2 separate regions of the Zea mays genome follow, and region 2 is linked to region 1. A link is a contact called in public Hi-C data. All regions are on one chromosome and are shown on one strand. Each heading gives the region's core, a stretch centred on a gene start, on an enhancer-like site or on the middle of the called end of the contact. The rest is flanking DNA. Distances are from core to core; before and after follow the strand shown. Region 1 holds the start of LOC100191991 (serine/threonine protein phosphatase regulatory subunit Bbeta isoform). Region 2 has its middle 110 kb from the start of LOC103638455.

What was found. A called contact is a pair of places that touch in the nucleus more often than the background predicts.
Region 2: a Hi-C map of leaf shows a contact between it and region 1, with 4 times the contacts expected there. The contact joins the enhancer-like site here to the promoter of LOC100191991 in region 1. A contact is called at or near these places in 10 of 25 Hi-C or Micro-C datasets (ear, endosperm, leaf and 3 more) and 1 of 3 datasets of contacts at active chromatin or transcription factors (leaf).

The regions. Positions count from the first base shown.
Region 1 is chr9:74,452,183-74,457,612 of Zm-B73-REFERENCE-NAM-5.0, forward strand. LOC100191991 (serine/threonine protein phosphatase regulatory subunit Bbeta isoform) reads right to left here and starts at 1,765. Exons shown (of 14, transcript NM_001137415.1): 1 at 1,371-1,765; 2 at 1-98. The coding sequence starts at 1,482.
Region 2 is chr9:74,662,372-74,668,058 of Zm-B73-REFERENCE-NAM-5.0, forward strand. No RefSeq gene overlaps it. Among protein-coding and RNA genes, the nearest start is that of LOC103638455, 110 kb to the left of the region's middle. Within about 2 kb of position 2,275, at least 17 of the 20 cell types and tissues checked have an H3K27ac peak or open chromatin away from gene starts, as enhancers often do. A contact at or near this core is called in ear, endosperm, leaf and 2 more, where this site is marked.

The DNA.
Region 1 (5,430 bases), core at 515-3,014:
AACATCTGTCCTTTCAAATAAAACCACACGTCCTCCTTTATCCCCAGTGGCAAGATGGTCACCAGATTTGTCAAATTCAATTGCAGATATGATGTCAACTGAAAACAAAGAAGAGTGTTAAATCAACATGCAAGGCGACATTCTACACTCACACGAAGTGAAATTCCTCACTTATTAAAGAGCAGAGCAGGTGTGGAAGGGAACTAGGTTTAGATGACAATATCAGTGTATGGTACATAGTTGACATCCTTCAAGTCCCGAACTAAAAAAAGGTTATTTATTGAATGATCAATAAGCCTAATTCATGATGTAAATCCTCAGTATAAAACAAAATCTCCATGTCATGCAAAGCATTATGTTCAACTCTAAAGTTTCCATACTAAGATGTCTAAGAAGCATCCACTGCTGCAACATAACCTCTCTTCCCAGACTATTCTGAAACCAAAGTTTCCATACTAAGAAACATCAGTCATCAGTTCCACACATTGAAAGCTACTATTTTTCTCTAAAGGAAATTATCAAACGAACACAACTGGACCAATGTGGCTCTGTGATATAAGGAATTTCACAGATGGACCACATATAGTGTCTCCATCCAGATAGCATATGTCCAAAACAATTAAAAGAGAATAAGGACCATGTGCCAATGGCAAATCATCCTTGCAGAACTTTAGACTGCAAGTTTCCTATAAGGCAACAAGCCAAAAGCAGATGCTGAACCACAAACAGACAAGAAACACATTACTTTTATAGACACTTATAAACTCTTCCAGTTTTTCATTTCATGAGATCAACCAACCTCTTAAGTTCAGTTCAAGTTTGCACTATGATACCACATGCTAATGAAACTCCTTAAGCAACATATATCCCACAAATTTGAAGCCAGAGGAGTTCACAAGCTCCAGAGCTTCTTACCACCTTTCTGCATTCTTTAAAACACAAAATAAAGACAACTATCTGTGACCACGTTACTCAAACCCCAGTCAGCCTAGCATCTGCCCGGTTAAGCCATCTGAAGGCTAAAAAGGATTGTGTTTGTAGCCAAACAAACTCTCGGAGTGCAGAAAATTGAGCTTCACGCTTCTCACAAGGCCCACTCTGCCAGTAGGACATCAAACTAACCCTCCGAATCCATTCTACACGCACCGTGGTAGTCCTACACGAACACGATCCAAAGCCATGACGGGGTCGCGCCATCATTGCTGTGCATTTCCTATAAGACATCAATCCTGCAGAACTCCAATCTCAACACTAGCCCTATTGATTCCCACCACTTCAGGGGGGGGGGGGGGGGGGGGGGGGCATCGGGGCAGCCAAGCCCAGAGCCTCCACAAATCGAGCGGATCTTGAGCTCATGCGCACGTGCGTACCTTCCTGGACGTCTTCGCCCGCGGCACGTTCGCCGAAGACCTGAGCGAACCGCCACTCCAGCGGCTGCGGCTGCGGCGCCTCGCCTTGGTCGCCGCGGCCTGGGGGATCCATGGCGGCCGTCCGTCACGCGATCGCGCCGCGCGGGCACCGCATCAGGGGCGCCCCGGATCCGGGACGGGGACGAAGGTTGCCGGGGAAGCTTCTGGAATACTGATCGTTGGGCGTTGGTTGGAGGTGGGGCAGACGGCGGCGGAGACGAGGAAGAATGGGAGATCGAGCGGAGATGGGAGAGGAGGGGTGTGGGGTGGGATGCGACCAGAGAGACGAAGTGATGTGGGCGAGGGGTGGAGCGACCGGGCGAGGTCTCCCTCCTCTGTCGCTCTGTGCGTCCTGCGTCTCCCTACTCTGGTGTGCTTGTGTTTGTGAACATATTTCTTTTGTGAAGTGACGTGGTGGGGCTTTTACGTTTGGACCATTGCGAAAGAACAAAATACTTTCCTTAGACCGTATGGAGCAATTCACTTACATATAGGGTGGTAATAGACTCTAGATTTTGCATTACAAACTTTTTAAAAATCAAATCTAATTAGGATCAAATCATATTCCTATTTATTTTGAACTAACATTATTTAAGGGTCCTAACTTTTTGAGAAAGATCTATGGATGATCCATTACCATCTCTACTTATATGTCACTCAAAACACTATTTTACAATATTTTGCATAGTACACTATACTATTTGTTGAGTGGAGTTTGAATATAGGGATAAAGATGAATAAGATGCTGATGATAGCCTTACACGGACTATTTGTTGAGTGGAGTTTGAATATAGGGGTAAAAATGAATAAGATGCTGATGATGGCCTTACACGGAGAATGTGAAAGAATTCGACTAATAGAATTCGACTATTGTATGTAACAGGCTCTAGCCATCACTAGGTCATGTCATCTCTAATTTTCAACATGTTGATTAAGGACCGTTCGTTTATCTCAGTTAAAGTTTAGCACTTATTATATCGAATGTTTAAATGTTATTTAGAAGTATTAAATATAATTTAATTATAAAACTAATTATACAGATAAAAACTAAACGACAAGACGAATCTATTGAGCCTAATTATTTCATGATTCGCTAATGTGATGCTATAGTAAATATTTGTTAATAATAAATTAATTAGGCTTTAAAATTTGTTTCATTATTTAGTCTTCATCTATATTTTTCAATTAAACTATATTTAGTACGTATATTTAACATTCAAACATTTGATGTGGTATGTAATAAACTGTAGTCCTTGAAACCAATCACCGTGTGGCAATATAAGTGTGGTATACAACTTATGCCAAAGAAATAAAACGTAAGTGATTCAACACATTTGCAAGAAAGGGAAAGTAGAGGAAACCTAGAAGATTGTAATCTTATTTGCTAATTTGCTATCAAGTCATTAAAGAAATTAGAACAAAGAAATGGGTCATTATAAATCCTACGGAATTCATATGGAATGGCTTGTTTCATTGGAACTATAAGAATCTATTTGATGTTGAACCCCATGGTAAACAGGTAAAGTTTCTTATGTCAAAATCTCTCCCAAAAAAATCATGTGTTTTATATGCTTCATCCAAACATGTCATCTTGTAGTTCTCTATAGTTTTTAAATTCATAGGATTCAAAACGTTACGACATTTTAGAGCACCTAAAGGAGGTGAATAGGTGATCCTGCAAAACTTGATTAAAACAACACAAACTTGGTCCAATTTATTGGTTAGAGAAACTAAAAACCGAGTTTGGATGAGAAGAGGAGAGAAAGAAAGACTATTCACTTGATTGCTCACTTGAGATGTGTTTTAAACTAGGAGCAATATGTAAGTGAAGCTCATGCTCAAGGAAGATGGAAATCGCAGTAAAGTAAATGGACGAGAGACACGGCGATTTTTCCCGTGTTTCGACCAAAGCCTACTCCACGTTATGGTGACCTCTTTCGGTCAAGGGTTGCACTCGACCCCTCTCAAGTGATCCAAAGATCAAACTTGAGTGCAATGGTGTTCTTCCTTATATCAATCTCGTTTGTGAGGAATCTCTACAAATTTGAGTCTCTCACGCCTTACACAAGTGATCAATAGCAAAATTGGAGTAAGGGGGAGTAAAAACACGCATACAAGAGCACAATCGCAACAACAACACACGCACAAGTGAAGAAAAGAGCATAAGAACAAGAACGACAGAGTTACAGCTCAAAAACGCGCTCAAATCTCTCAAACACTTCAAACAGCGTGGTCACAGAGTCTCGGAGTTATAGTGTTCTCTTAGAATGCTTGGTATGTTTCTGCATGGCGCCTAGTATGTCCTTTTATAGCCCCAAAGGGCCTAGAAGTCATTGAAGCTTCATTTGGAAGCTCCCAGTCTTCCCTGTCTATGTGTGCATTGGACTGTCCAGTGGCACACCGAACAGCTACAGTGCAACGACTACAACATCATTGATTGGGTGTTATCCTTCTCGGGTGGGCACGGGACTGTCTGGTGGGGTGCATCGGACTGTTCGGTGACCCACCTAGCCATTGGAACCTACTGAGGTGGATGATATTCGTTGGCTATTCATCACACCAGACTGTCCGGCGCTCTACCTGGACTGTCCAATGATTTATAGCCAAGGGGACCCGTCCGAACCCGAGAGCGGCCTCTTCGGCCGTACAATCGCCGAACTATCAGGTGTGTTGCATCGGACTGTCTGGTGCTGTGTAGACCAACCCATCTTCTCCTCTTTTGTGCCAAACTTCTTTGACTTCTTTTAGCTTCACTTGAGGTGATCCCTAGCACTTAGACAAATTTTGTAGCAACTAAATCAATTGACTAGTGATAGAATCATTCCTTTTTCTCATCTTTTCATAGGGGTTTGCAATATGTGCAAACTCAAGTCCAAATTCCACTTTACTTGCACATAGAAGTTAGTAGCCAAATAGCAATGCAAGAAACATAGTATAAAGTAAGTGCAACTTATTTAAACACTTAAACCTCTTGTTTTTGTGGTTTTCCGCAATGTTGCATCGGACTATCCGGTGCTATCCAGACCAGCCCATCTTCTACTCTTTTGTGCCAAACTTCTTTGAGGGTTTGCAATATGTGCAAACTCAAGTCCAAATGCCACTTTACTTGCACATAAAAGTTAGTAACCAAATAGCAATGCAAGAAACATAGTATACAGTAAGTGCAACTTATTTAAACACTTAAATCTCCTGATTTTGTAGTTTTGCACAAGGTTGCATTTTTTGTCTTTTAATCCAACTCATTTGGACTTTGCATTTTCAATTTGCTTAATTAGAACATATGCTCATGCTCATACCAAGATGATTAGTTTATAGTGGTGTGTTGGGCAGTTAATCACCAAAACATTTAGAAATAGCCCAAAGGCACATTTCCCTTTCAATCTCTCCCTTTTTGGTGATTTATGCCAACACACCTTAAAAGCAACTCAAAATTTAATCTCCCCTTCTGGGCAGCACCGGACAATCCGATGCAATAATATATTTAAGAAAAATCCTCATTTTAAAACTCACGTGTAACACCCAAAATTTTAATTTAAAATTTAAATTAAAATATATTCTAAGAATTATTTAAATTAGAGGTCTAATATAACTAGTACTATAGGAGTATAAATATGACAACAATATTATTAAAATAAAAGAGACAGATAGAGTCCTAAAATAGATAGAATAAGATTCTAACAGATAAGCAGAGTTGGATTATCATAGGACTAGGTTACCAGATTAGATCTGTCATGTAACCGGCCAGCTCCCTGCCTATATAAATGAAAGGGAAATATGCCTTTGCGCCATTTTTATAATGTTTTAGTGATTAAGTGCCCAACACATATTCTTTAAGTCCTGATGTGACAAAGATTGAAAAAGTGCAAATCAAGGCATGAGGTATGTTTCTAGACTTAGTATATTTGTTTTTAATACTAATGAAGTTATCTAAGTGCTAGAAACAGTGAGAAAAAGAAGAAGAAAAGAAACCAAAAAGACTTGGCTCGGTGCAGCCAAAACTCAGCTCAGTCTGGCACACCGG
Region 2 (5,687 bases), core at 1,025-3,524, 210 kb after region 1:
CACAATACCCATGTTTAAAGTCATAATGGGTATGCATTATTCCTAACAACTATAAAAGCTAACCATTAGTATACTGTGCAACCACTAATGCACTCTTCTTTATAGAGTAGAACACAACCGCAACATATTTTGCATGATGAAGGTTTGATAGTAAGTACCATAATCATTGTGTATCATAGTCAGTGTATCAATCATGGTTGCTATAATGACAGAATGGATTAACCTGTAGGAACAATATGTTCTTTCATTGATTATCGATTTCCAAAAGATGAAACTGGATGTAAAAAACCTGCATCCACCAAACTATTATAGAATAGTAGTAGAGTCATTTGAAAAGAAATCAATGAGCACCTCAACACCATAAAGTCCAAAAAAAACTTATTTAGTTCCAATAAAATGTAGCTTTAATTTTCCTAGACAACAAGAGGAAATTCATAGACAGACAATACAATATGGATCCAACATCTAGTTCTAAATAAACTAAACTAAATAGAAGGTCATTTTCCTAGACATCCAGCTATAAAAGCTCATTTTGCACTTCTTACATTGCTGGTAGGAAAAATGGATATTTGGAGTAACTAATAGGAGAAAGCATATTTAAGGGAATGACTATACTAAATAGAAGGTATATATTTAGCAGTATAACCTTTTTGAAGGAGACCCGATTAAGGCCATAATAGTCTTTCCTTTAAGCTTACTGGTGGTCTTCGTTTGGTCCGTAAACTGTTAAGGATAAGAATACTTTGTTGTTATGTAGTTAGTTACTTTATTTATATAACACTATTTTTTATTAAATGGCCATATGTGTTTCTATACAGAAAGGATGCATACTCTTACGTTTGTAAAGTTCAATACTAACCTTTACAAAGTCTTCATGGAGTGAACAACTTTCAGCAACAAATGAGTCCACCAATGTTGTCGCATTTCACTCTTCCCATAATTTCCATGCCTAGAAAAATGTAAATATTTTTTTTGTATCAAATTAATATATTTTTGTTTATGTTTATTGAAAACTTGAGCATTCTAGAGTAATTACATAAGCTATAATGTTTGGAAAGTCCATTATGAATTGAGTTGTGATAATCGTCAAACCACTAAAAATGTTAAAATTGGTGAAATAGGCACCATCTCCTTCCATTACTGAAATAACATGCAAAAGAATCAAGCGCCTATGACCTGAGCTTACTTATATACATAATTGCATGAATTATGAGAACTTACTGCTGAATATATTGCTGCCACCAAAACAAATTATAAAGAATTAATACAAGACATAAACCAAAAGAAGACTAATTTTCACATCAATATCCCTAATTTCCCCAAAAACAAAAGATCGCATAGGACCTCCGAATCAATCAGAACCTAACCACAAAAATTGCCCTGTCCTGAATCGTCTCCAAAGGTCCCTGCCCTGAATCGTCTCCGCATGCATATTTCACCTCATATACCAACACAAAGTAGCAGTTTGCAAGGAGTAGTAGAGTGGCGAACCTGTAGGGCGTCGCCCTGAGCTTGTCGCCGACAGGGCTTAGGGCCACCAACTTCACGCTCTCTTGGTTTGTGCAGGGCCACTAGCTCAGCGTCTCCTAGTTTGCCCATGGGGAAGGCTTTTCCCTGCTACATCCACCAAAGGTGTCGGACAAGACGACAACACATGTTGCAGCACGATGGGAGCAACAAAGACACATTCCTCGTCTTGGGGTGCCGAGAGAACTAGGGCGCGAAATAGTGGCGCCAACCTCGATTTGGCTATAAAACTGGATTTGGTTGTAAAACTGGCGAGCGAATGCATTTCAGTCCTGTCTCTGTTCCTACATGTGGGAGGAGAATAGGTTTACATAGAAAATTTGTAAATTTAGAAACATGATATAAGTAATTGTGATAGTGTTAACTTTGCCCATGGTGATGGATATCACAAAAGGGAAAAAAGAAAACACATTTAATTATGATTATATATTTTATACTGCCAGTGACCATATCTATTATAGTTAGTAGATAGTTATTTTAAAAATAATAAATTAGGAAAATGTTATATGTCTTTTAATATAGGCAAATAATTACATGTCTCCAAACAATACATGCAAATCAAAATATACCTTTAAAACAAATATGCTAAAAGCCGAGTCCGGAAAAATGTATATATGATATTTATTTACAGCATACTCAGAGCCTCAACGGTCAAAGTGTACAGCGGAAAATGTGCTCTTGACCGGCGGTAGATATACGAGGACGCTTGGCCTGTCGGTTTCAGCTTCCCCCGTTAGCTGGACTGGATCGTAATAATCGGAAACTTGTCAGGGCTAAAACGCAGGTAGCGCTGCGCTGCTGAAGACGCTCGGTTTATAAGCGAAGGCCAAAAACTCCAAGATGCGAAGGTGGGAAAGCAAGCAAGCGGCGGCCGGAGCATCTTGGAGACAGGAAGAAGGGGTGGTAGTAGGTGAAACCGGAGGCGGCAGGATAGGGAGAGGGAGCGAGAGTAGAGGCCACGCCTGCTTGACAGCAAGGCCCGTGCGCTCGGCGGCGGCGGCGGCGGATATGGGCGACTCTGGCGGCTCTGTTGTGTCGGTGGACGTCGAGCGCATCTCCTTCGGCGGCAAGGTTCGGGCAGCACCCTACTCTCCCTTGCTTTCTTCGCTGCTACGGTTGATTTCTGTTCTTCGGGAGGGCAGGGAAGGGAGATGGCGCGCAGGGTAGCTTGGATTGGACAGCCGGAAGATGCGAAGTTGATGTGCTGGGGTTTAGTTCGGTTTCGATTTAGTTCTTTGCGTAGGCTTAGTTGTTGCAGGGGGGTGGGTGGGGCAACATTTCCTTATTTTCATTAACCGTGCTTGCTTATTTTGGGTGCATTATAGTATTGGTTTCAGATTTGAGCCTTGTTTTCTTGTAGGATTTAACATGTCTTGTTTGTTGAACCAGAATTCGGCTTACCATAGTTTTGATTTAAAGTTCGACCACCTAGATTGTAACTTTGAGGCGCACTTGCTTCTTGATTCGTGTTAATTTTTGCTCGGAATTTTGCAGTTCTTCCCGCTTTGCCTTTTTTTCCCTGCTGCTTCCCGAGATACGTCATCATTTGCTAGACCTGGCCTGTTACTTGCTTCAGTGTCTGCTGAATTGACAGCCATCGTGTATCATCGGTGCTATGTTTTTTTTGTTGCATTCTCAAGTGGGTGCTGGCTTCCACCTGCCTTTGCCCATGCTGATTTCTTTTCGACGGTTTATGGTCCTCGTTTGGTCATGTGGTCCTATATGAGTTTGTTTATCTTGCAGATGACTTTAATAAGTAATCAGTCGCTTGCTTTGTGCGTGCTTATCACCAGAAGAAAAGAAACCATAAATATGTGATTTTGAGACTTTTGGGTTGTAGCTTGGGTGTCCTAACTGCCCCCTTTATTTCTTTTTAATTAATTGCTATCACCATTTGTTTAACACTTTAGCTGGGCTTCCTAGCCATGTTCCATCCACTAAATCCTTCCTCGCTATGTGGAAGAAACTTAAACTCTAGGCATGACTGCAAATTCATTTGGAGTAAGGCCTGATGGATTTAAAGCCCCCTTTTTTGTGAGTGTATGCTGTTCTAGCTTCGTTCATACATCGTGTGAGGAATGCAGAATACACACGCTGTTTGTGAAATCCAGTGCTACTAAATAGGTACCGTTTGGTTCACATGTTTGTAACGCAATGGGTAACTGATAACGTTAAATCATGTTTGTTTTAGTCCAACCGTAATCAGATACCATACTAAAAATTGATACCAGCCTATTCAAATTTGTTACCACTAGTAATCGATCGTAAACCATTACCATTTGCGTTACATTTTTTGAACCAAACAGCACTGGTCTTTCATATAGCTACAATACTGTGGTATCATTAGATAAACCACCCATCATTTGCTTGTATGTGGAAATAATTCTTGGAAATACCAGTGAAAAGGAAGTAGGGACAAAATCAGTATGTTAGTTGGGGGGGGTGACTGTCTAAGAACCAGTATGTTTGGCTAAGTTTTTGTATATCAAAATATGGAGTGTGAGACCCACTCCACTGATTAGCCGACAAAATTCTATACTTTGTGTCTGTAGCAGCCTGTTTTCTTCTAACTGGACTTCTCTTAGCCTTGTCCACATATGATCCTGGAGGCCTACATGGTAACTGTAGGATTTATGGTCCAATGGTTTGGATTGAAATTGCACTAACATACTGACAGGTTAGCTCTGTTATTAGAAACGACAATTGAGTGCACTATGGCTACGATGTTGTTGCCACATGTCATCATACATATCCTTCCTGTCGTAGAAAACTGCAGCTAGTTATATTTTACCTAGCGTATGCTTTTCTTGCTATTTATATTAGCTATTTGCTCGGCGAGGAATCACTTCTTATTGGTACTTAGTGCTGGGGGGTGGGGGGCAAATGGGCTGTCTAAGAACCAGTATGTTTGGCTAAGTTTTTGTTTATCAAAATATGGAGTGTGAGACCCACTCCACTGATTAGCCGACAAAATTCTATACTTTGTTGCATCTCACAACCACAGATGTCTGTAGCAGCCTGTTTTCTTCTAACTGGACTTCTCTTAGCCTTGTCCACATATGATCCTGGTGGCCTACATGGTAACTGTAGGATTTATGGTCCAATGGTTTGGATTGAAATTGCACTAACATACTGACAGGTTAGCTCTGTTATTAGAAACGACAATTGAGTGCACTATGGCTACGATGTTGTTGCCACATGTCATCATACATATCCTTCCTGTCGTAGAAAACTACAGCTAGTTATATTTTACCTAGCGTATGCTTTTCTTGCTATTTATATTAGCTATTTGCTTGGCGAGGAATCACTTCTTATTGGTACTTAGTGCTATATTTCCCCCTTTCTCTTAGGAATGTTGTCATGTGGGGACTCAAGTATGCCCGGCGCCGTACGGCTAGGGATGTATGGCGGGTGGCTGAGCGTGCGGCACAGGTACAAGCCGAGAAAAGCAACACGCTGGAAGCAACCGGCCTGGTTGGATAGGTCAGGTAACCGCCAGGAGAGAAGTTAGGAAAGATAAGGGTTAGTGTTAGCTTAGATCCTAAAGTGTTGGGGACTTGTTCTCAAATGCTAAGAGTTAAGAACAAGGCAACATGAAAAGTGTTAAATGTTAAAGTCCTTCGTCCTTATAAACATTATGTCCCTTCGGATATAATGAATTCTGGACGAAGGTTACAAGGGAAAAGACCTTCGTAAGTTCGATAGATGATGAAGAAGAACATATGTATGAAATACGAATAATAATACAGATATTATCATCAACTTATTTTTACTATCAAATTCATGAAAACAAATTATAAATGTACCTCCAGACTGATGAAAAGTAAAGGTACAGGCGTGATGCAAAAAGCGAATGCCAAGTCAGCCTGAACAGTACGTGAGTACTGTTCATCTATTTATAGGCACGGGACGCAGCCCGTGTAAAATTACATTAATGCCCTTTACATTTATCAATAACTCTATAGTAATCCTTCGAGGTCTAATTTGGCTTTTCATCTTTAAGTCGGTTCCCCTTTTCTGCTGTCACGCCGAAGCTTTTCTGCACATAGCTTCGTGATCGTCTTAACCTTCGTCATGATCGCCTTTCATCCCAATCAAGCTTGGTCTTGACCATGCTCTTGTATACCCGTAATCTGATTCCGAAGATAACTGCTCGCATA